Regions from separate parts of the Mus musculus genome. Here region 2 is linked to region 1. A link is a contact called in public Hi-C data. All regions are on one chromosome and are shown on one strand. The core of a region is the stretch at or near the end of the contact, and the rest is flanking DNA. Distances in the headings are between cores, read along the strand shown. Region 1 has its middle 21 kb from the start of E330013P04Rik. Region 2 holds the start of Fam204a (family with sequence similarity 204, member A).

The links. A called contact is a pair of places that touch in the nucleus more often than the background predicts.
Region 2: a contact with region 1 is called in a Hi-C map of the N1E-115 cell line, with 3 times the contacts expected there. The contact joins the promoter of Fam204a here to the enhancer-like site in region 1. A contact is called at or near these places in 3 of 39 promoter capture datasets (the SN4741 cell line, hippocampal neurons and pre-B cells), 8 of 484 Hi-C or Micro-C datasets (CD4 T cells, the N1E-115 cell line, centrocytes and 5 more), 2 of 115 datasets of contacts at active chromatin or transcription factors (the SCID.adh cell line and large pre-B cells) and 2 of 9 other capture datasets (adipose tissue and liver).

Annotation. Positions count from the first base shown.
Region 1 is chr19:60,163,652-60,167,878 of GRCm38.p6, reverse strand. No RefSeq gene overlaps it. Among named protein-coding and RNA genes, the nearest start is that of E330013P04Rik, 21 kb to the right of the region's middle. Within about 2 kb of position 2,373, at least 1 of the 459 cell types and tissues checked has an H3K27ac peak or open chromatin away from gene starts, as enhancers often do. A contact at or near this core is called in the N1E-115 cell line, where this site is marked.
Region 2 is chr19:60,224,885-60,229,111 of GRCm38.p6, reverse strand. It overlaps Fam204a (family with sequence similarity 204, member A), which reads left to right and starts at 2,411. Exons shown (of 8, transcript NM_001358273.1): 1 at 2,411-2,468.

The DNA of each region.
Region 1 (4,227 bases), core at 1,124-3,623:
TTTTATACCTAACACTTACTGGACTTCTTCTGGTGTTTGCACAGAGTCCAGCTTGATACGTGGTGAAAGGTGAGCTTCCATGATGCCACTTAAAGATCTGATTTAGCTCTAGCGGATAATCTCTTCCTGAAATTCTGTCAACATAGCATTGTTAGGCAGTGAAAAATATCTCTGGGGGATGTACCTACAATATGATGAGGTGCTTGACGCTAGGGGGGGGGCAGAGGACTTGCTCCATTCTGCAGAGATAATACAGTGGACATGTTTAGATGCTCTAAGTGAATCTGTTCCACTGTCTAACATGATGTCATCTCTGTCGATCACTGCTATCATTTTAGTGTTGTGAAACTGGCTGTTTTTTGCTGCAGAGATGCTCTTACATTCTCTCAGCTGAGCTATAGAGCCTGGAGGATGATTTTTATATAATGAAACCCAGTGAAATGGTAAAGTCATAGTGGCCCCTAGGAACACTCTCTTGGGCAGCTTGTGATATATCAGCTAGACTCCTCCATTGGGCTTTTCTAGCTTTATTATTTATTTTTATAATCTTGCTTGGATGGGCTCCAGATGTCCTAGATTCTTCACATATCTCTAGGAAAAGGCCAAGTTAACTTGCATTGGCAGTGGGAAAGGGCCAGAAAAAGGTTCATATCAAGACATGGACCAAATCAACCATAAACAACCTTTATATTTTGGAGTACTGGGGACAGGATCAGAATTACTCAAAACCAAGGGCCTCCTCTTTGTCATAGGAGGGAGATGTTTCTGGTACTATTAACCAAAACAAGTTGTCACTGTTTGAAGACTGCTAACCAAGGTCTAGCTCCCTAGATCTAGTCTTGATGCTATCCCTTTGCTGTTCTGAGCAGTACAGCACTTAGGGGGCTGCTCTGTGCTAGGGGAATTTGGTTTCTTTTTAATATGTAATAATCACCATTACATCTCAATTACTTAACAAATAGAGAAGCACAGGGCCATGTTATTTCCAAAGAGCCTCCTGAGAGTATGGCTGGAGATCTCCAAATGTTATCCAAAATTAGCCTGGAGAGGGCAGGCGATCAGATCTTTTAATATGTGCCCAAGGGAACTCATGCGTATTATGTGCTACTGATCCAGGTGTGCTGTGCCTATTCAGGGCTCGCAGTCCTGGAAAATGCCATTCTCTCTCTCTTCCTGCTAAGAGATACCTAGGCACATTGGAAGAGTCTGCAACAAAGTCCTGTCTGTTTCCAAGGATGATGATCGGATGGGCTTTCTTCTCTTAAGTGGAGAAGCCCCAGATTCTGGCTGGAAAGGAAATAGCTGGTCACCACAGACAGAAAAAAAAAAAAGTACATAAGAAGGAAAAGCTCACCAGTAAATATGACATAGTGGCAAAAGAAGTGAAATTGTTTGATGGGTCAGCAAGCAAGCAAACAAGCAAGCAAACAAACAAAACCTCACAACTGGACAGTGAGACATCTCCCCCTTTCCTTTGACCACAATGGTTGCCTTTTAACTCTGGTTTGTCAGTCGGTGCTGTTAATATTTTATGAAAAGGGTGCTCAGGGCAAAGCAGCCATAGACCATTTTCTTGGGAAATGTACAGTTTCTCAAGGCATTTGTTTTTTAAGCCTTGGCAGTTGGCACTTTTCTTTTAAGAAAGCAGGAGTTGTTGAGGACAGACCCCTTAGTCTTATTTCCAAGACTTGAGTTTGGCTTAGTGTAGAATTGTGATCATGAAAGCAGCTTTGGTTTACTGGTGGCATAGCACTCAAATTAAATTTGGGTTTAGCTAAAAGCCCTCAACATATAATGAGGATTACAAGTTAGGGATCGGCCTGCCCCTGAAGCGTTCGATTTCATTTTGATGGGCATCTGGTAGATCTCACTGCTTGTTGGGGGCAGAAGGCATGCTTTTCATCTACTGGGGCCTGGAGATCTCAGGTACTCTGCATGCTGGCTTTGCATGTGGGTCTTTATGCACAGTGAATAGCTGTGCATTTGTTGTAGAATCAAGGACTAAGTAAAGGGGAGAGAAGAGATTACCATTTGAGCACCCGGGTTCCCACTAAACCAAAGGTAAGCTCTTTGTAACTGTTGATCTGGGGAATAAATCCTCCTTTGTAATTCCACAGATGCAGGAAGCCTTCTTTTGCACCAGCTCTTCCTGCACAGTCTCTACTGACCTTGCAAGTCTTGCAGACCTGCCAATGTGAAACTTCTCTGACCTTAATTGCTGGTCGTGTTTTTTTTTTTTTTTTCCCCTCCTTCTCTCAAAATGGAAAGTGGAAGTAAACCAGCCAGTGAGTTAAACTTTTCCATTTAAAGGGGTGCCAAACCATTTACATTTTCAACTCACCCACAGTAACAAAAACAGTGATTTTGGTCAAGGCATTGGAAGCCCCATCATTTCAGGGTGTGAAGCCAGCTACAGAATGTTACTGCTGTCATTTGGGTGTTTTTTTCTATTGGGATCGGGAGGCGACAGCTCTGGATGGGTGCTGAACACTTTTTGAGGACACACAGCCTTTTCCTGTTGGTGTTCTGTATGGTAACATTCAACTTGGTACAATGAATAGGGCTGTGCTGCCGGTTGCTGCTGATCAGACATGGATGGGTAATGATTAGCACATACATGTTTATGTTATTTTAGCAGTAAATCCGTGCACTGTTGGTGATGAATTGAAGGTTAAACGACAAATTTTCCTCGAAACTATTCCTGTTGTCTAGTCTATGAACTGAAAACCGGATTAACCTTTAATTACCCTCAACGATCTCTCAACCCCGAGACAACATTGCCACCGCCACCAGTAGTATTTGCATATACAATTTAATGAGAGAAACATCTGTTTGCATATTGGGAATCATTACTAGCATGCAGATTAATGGATACTTGCAGTGAGATAGGCATCCAAGTCTCATTTTCTTGAGTTTCTTCTTCTTCCACCCTCTGATTCTGCTGGACCTTATATTAATTAGATGACAGGCTGGCTTGAACCCATAGCCTTGTGCAGAACACATAGATACAACAGGATCTGCAAAACCACATTATATTCAACTAGGAAAACCACACAACTTCTGGGCCTTATAAAACGTATGTGCTGTAAGCCTGTGTATACATGTGATGTGTTCAACTCAACTATAAAAAAAATCCTAGGGCTGGAGAGAAGGCTCCGTTTAAAGTATTCACTGCACAAGCATAAAGACCTGAATTTAGATTTCCCATAACCCATGTGAAAAGCCAGGTGTGGTTGAGTATTTCTTAGGGTTTTTGGAGACAGGGGTCCTGGGGGCTCACTGGCCAGCCAGTCTAGCCAAAAACGATGAACTTCAGATTCAGTGAAAGTCTCTGTTTCAGAAAAAAATGTGGAAAGCATATAGGAAGATACCCTAAGTCAATCTCTGGCTTTCATGTGGGCATGCATAGATAAGTGTGCCAGCACACATGTAAATATACACATGCATGTATCATACAAACAAGTATAAAACTTAAAAAGTTGTTTGTGTGGTTGAGAACTACTTACTTTTGTACACAGCTCTCCTCTGATAGTTATACCAAATGCTTCTGTTGGACAGTTTTACAGTCCACAGAATGCAAGAACCAAGCTAATAAAAAAAATCTTTATTTTTCTGTGAGACTCTCAGGAGGCTGATGTGGTTCAATAATTTGCCTATTACCTCCTTACTGGCTCAGTAGAGGGCTGGGCCTCTAAGCCTCCAGACCTAGTGCAGTCTCTGAACTGTGCTGTCTTCTTCTTCCTCTTCTCTTCTTCCTCTTCTTCCTCCTCCTCCTTTCTTCCTCCTCTTTCCTCCTCTTCCCCCTCTTTCTTTCCCCTCTTCCCCCTCCCCCTCTTTCTTTCCCCTCTTCCCCCTCCCCCTCCTCCTCCTTCTTCTCTTCCTCCTCCTCCTCCTCCTCCTCCTCCTCCTCCTCCTCCTCCTCCTCCTCCTCCTCCTCCTCCTCCTTCTTCTTCTTCTTCTTCTTCTTCTTCTTTCTTCTTCTTGACTTTTAAATTATATATTTATTAATTCTCAGAGACATGAACATTCAACATATTTTAAAATTATGTCTAGCCCCAACTCTTCCAGGTCCATCCCCACCCTCCCACACTCCATGTTCTGTGGGATCTTTCTTAATGGGTGATATTGAAGGCGTTCAAAGCAGCAACTAAGACTATTTAATGCAGTTTCCTAGGAAATCCACACCCAACTACCAATGAAAGCCATCATTAAAGGTGCACATGTACA
Region 2 (4,227 bases), core at 1,162-3,661, 61 kb before region 1:
ATTTATTGATTAAAATAAATCAAATCACTGATGGTTTCCTTAGAAAATTTGCAAAACATAATATGCAGAAGTTGACAGCTTCACGTCTTGAGCCAGAACAAAAATCCAAGATATGGCTTTTTGTTTATTATCAAACTTTATTAGTGTCATAAGCGGGTATTTAAGACATTTCATATTAACATTTGGAAAACATACATGTAATTATATATGTATATAAACGTATATATGCTAAGACTGTACATCTTTGGCATTTTTATTCCAGTTCTACCCAATGCACAATCACATGCAGTAAGTAATGAGCGTTCATGGATGGGATGAATGTAGAAAAAACTAGGGACTAATCATGCTAGCATTATTTCTTTCTACCCCATGCTATAGCTTCTTCCCTGCCCCCTCACTATTCTGGTCACTCCTCTGCCTCTAGCAGTTGTTATGGAATAAATATAGTTTTCCCCCAAATCCATGTAGAAGCCTTAATCCATCACATAGTTATATCTGGAGATGGGATCTCTAAGTGAGTAACCAAAGTAAAATCAAAAGAATGTGTCTCTGACCTGGTCCCATTAGTATCCTTATGAGGGCTTCAGAGCACTCTCCTAAACTGTGTTTCAACTAGGTCATGTGAGCACACTGAGCTAGTAGCTGCTTACAAGCCAAGAGAAAAGACCATGTGCCAGACATTGCAGAATCCAGAGCTGGAGAAATGCATTGATTAAGATACCCAGTCTGTGGTATTTTGTTATAGCAACTCACAGCAAACTGACACAGCAATTACCTGCTCAATGCTGATAGTTATGCTTTTCCCTAGAATCAGGGAATGCTTGAAAGGAATCCTCCGTCATGCAAACTTATCAAATCATGATTCTAGAACACTACATCATAAACTTGCATATCTTCCAGAAGTTATTGGACAATGCATGGGTATAATGTATGTTTAAATATTAGGATTAAATATGTAATAATGATTAATCCATTCACATTATTGAATAGAGGCAAGAATTTTGTACATCACAATATTTTAAAAGGTTCTTGTTCATAATGTGAATAAGTGAAAATTACTGTAAGTTAAGCCATGTGTGCATTAAGTTTGGCCTACAACCAACTCCTTCCTTTGAAAAACTAAATAGCTTGAACTGCAGCTTCACTTAAGAGTATGTTAGTATTCTTATAACGTGTTGCTGAGTCTTAGTCAGTCATAGTAGTTGACTTTTAGCCAGTCAGTATGACAGCTGATCACACCATGTTTTTATAAGGTAAATACTAAGATATGACCAACCACAGTATTATATGTTTCTTTTTACCTTTTTTTAATTTACAAAGATTGCTTGCTCACTGATGGAACACTCTGAACTTTGACTGGGCCAGAGTCTATTCATGAAACAACTGTTTGTTCAAATCAATTCTGCAAAGTTTAATTTTTCATAAGTTTTTTTAAACTTGTTCAAGGCTTTGTATTTTGTATGTGCATGTGCCATATATGTGTTCTAATGCATGTGCATTAGGTCAGAAGACAACTCGAAAGTGTAGTTCCTTAGGGGTTGCCCACCTGTCTTTTGTGGTCACTGGCCTAGAGCTTGCCTCGTAGGCTAGTCTGCCTGTCTGCATCCACAGTGCTGGCTGCCATGCCTGGCTTTTAAAATACGGATTCTGAGGGTGGAATGAACTTAGGTTCTTACTGAGCTATCTCTCAGCCCTGTAGTTTCTTATATAACCATCACAAGAAAATAGAAACATAATCTGAGTACAGAACAGTACTTCAGAAAATGGAAGCATTTCTGAAGTGGTCCTACTTCATCCCCGTATCATCGCCTGGATTTACTGTTTTCACATGGTGAAAATTTCTGCTCTTTTCCTCATTTACACGCCGGTAAACCCCTCATCAGGACCTATACACTATGCCAGCCTGGTAAATCAACTTCTGAGTAGGGGGTGCTTAGCTGGATTTGATTCGGTCAACCAGACTGGAAAGTCCCTGGAGAACTGGAATCCGGTTGAGAATTGCATGAGGCCTGGAACACAGTGGACACTCAAATATACGCAAAAAGATAGGAAAGGCTGGGGAGAGGGGTGGCGAGGAAGCGAAGGAAGCAAAGCCTTCCTTGAAGAGATCATCTACAGTTCTCCATTGAACTCAGGTGGGCATCGAAGTCAGCATTTTCTTTAGCCAAGTTCACCAGCACAGGAAAGGAGCGAGGAAAGGACAAAACTTTAAAAAAAAATCGCTTGGTTAAAGTGAGGAAAAGGAGAAAAACAAACAAACAAACAAACAAACAAACAAACAAACAAAAAACAAAAACAAAACCTCAACAGGCTCCTCTTAGCAGAGGCGTTTAGGCAAGCCAGGCTGTTCCCTGGGCGACCATAGAGCCAGAACGGCCGCAGCCGATTGGCTGATCCGCCCGAGCCAATCAGAAGACACGATGTTGGCGGGGTTCTAAGATGGCCGCCGAGCCGCTGTTTCCTCCCTGGTAAGTTCGGCTTCGCGAGGCGCGACTTGGCGGCAGGATTCGCGGCGGCCTGTCGGGCTGTGTTCCGAGGCAGGGAGGGCGGCGCAGGAGTCGGGGCGGCTCGTCCTCGCAGATCTGCCGAAGCGGGCTTGGAAAACCCTGGGTTCGGGCGGGCGCCGCTGGGCTCCGGGGGCGTCGTGAGGTAGCCGTCCGGTCCCGGGCCAGCGAGGAGCGCGAAAGCCCACACAGCAACTGCGGCTGACCAGAGCGAGGTTCGCGGCTCGCCGCTCCGCCGGCGTCCCGATGCGAGTTCTGACGCGGCTGGAGAGCTGAAGGTGGTGCGGCCTCGCACCGGGTGAGTGCCGCCGAGTTCCAGGTTGTCCGTGCGGGAAGGGGTGTGCCTTTCAGAGCCACCCTCTCAGTCTTGAACTTTGTAAGTACTTGTACAGTGGCATGGATTGCGTGGTTTAAAATCTTTCCACACAAGTTAGAGAGGGTCCCGGGGGAAAGTGGGTTCCAAGCCTTGGCTGTAAACATTGTTTTAATTCAAACTCACCTATCCTTAAGATTAAAAATACAAAAAATAAATAACTTATTTGAAGTATATCTGAACTGAGGCCCCTGACTCCCCTCGGGTTTTCTGTGTCGTTTTAAGAAAAAGGAACACATTTTCTAACAATAAATAAGACATTTACATTAATGTTGATAATCTTAAGCCTAAAAGTGTGTCAGTTAACTAGTTCCAAAGTTCAGGAACTATTTATTATGCTCTTATAGGTTAGAGGATGGCGGTTATAATTATTTTACAAATAGGATTAAATTTAGATGTTTGTGATTATTTAAAATCGAATACATAAGACAGCCACTTGATGGAAATGCAGCTTAAATTCTGGCATAGTAGAGACAGAAAATTTGTTGGATGCGCAGATTTTATCCTTTGGGTATTGCTTGTAACCAGTTTTGTGGTCTAGAAATACATTTCTCAAATCTCTAAATGTGACTCTCAGTGTGTTACTTAGTATAATATCTCCCCTTTTTCATATGCAAAAAGTGCAGAAAAAATTATTAGTAAAATTTGCCTAGATTTGACCTGTCTCCCAAATCTTTGTCTCCAAGAATTCGCCACCAACTTTGCCCTCTAAAAGTTCATAATTTAAAGCTGTCAGGCGTAACTGGATCACAATGATTTTGGCCAGTTGTAGAAAGAGTTGCTGTTAGTTTCTAATGTGTGTTGTGATGAAGATTAGTGCCTGCCTCTTGGTTTGTGTGTGGTGTGTGACAGGTCTGCCTTCTTTTTCTCCTGCTGCTTGTCTGTCTTTTGTTGTAACTTGGTTTCCTGCCCCTTTTCAGTGGACCCTGTGCAGAGCCTCTGAAAACTGATCATCTAGTGAGGTAGAGGAGAGAAGCTGCGTTTATATTGATCAAAGAGTAAAGCAGCTCTGGTCATTTAGGACTCTGAGGCCATTAAGATCATAAACATTTTAAAGGTGTGTGTGAGACCATCGCACTGGTATTTGACCATACCTTCGTTTTAAAGCTTAGAAAGAACGAAAACCCAGGCAAATACAATGGCCTGCTCAGGATGGAAGTCATCTGACTTTCAAGACTATTTTTACCTCTATAACTAGTCTTCTACAGATCTGACACAAACTAGAACTTTTATAATTGGTATTTTTTTTATCTCTATGGTTTCTGTATCTCAAAAGATGGTATTTACTAAATCCTTTTTAATTTTAATTTTTTTTTTTTTTTTTTTTTTTTGTAGAGAATGAGGTGTATA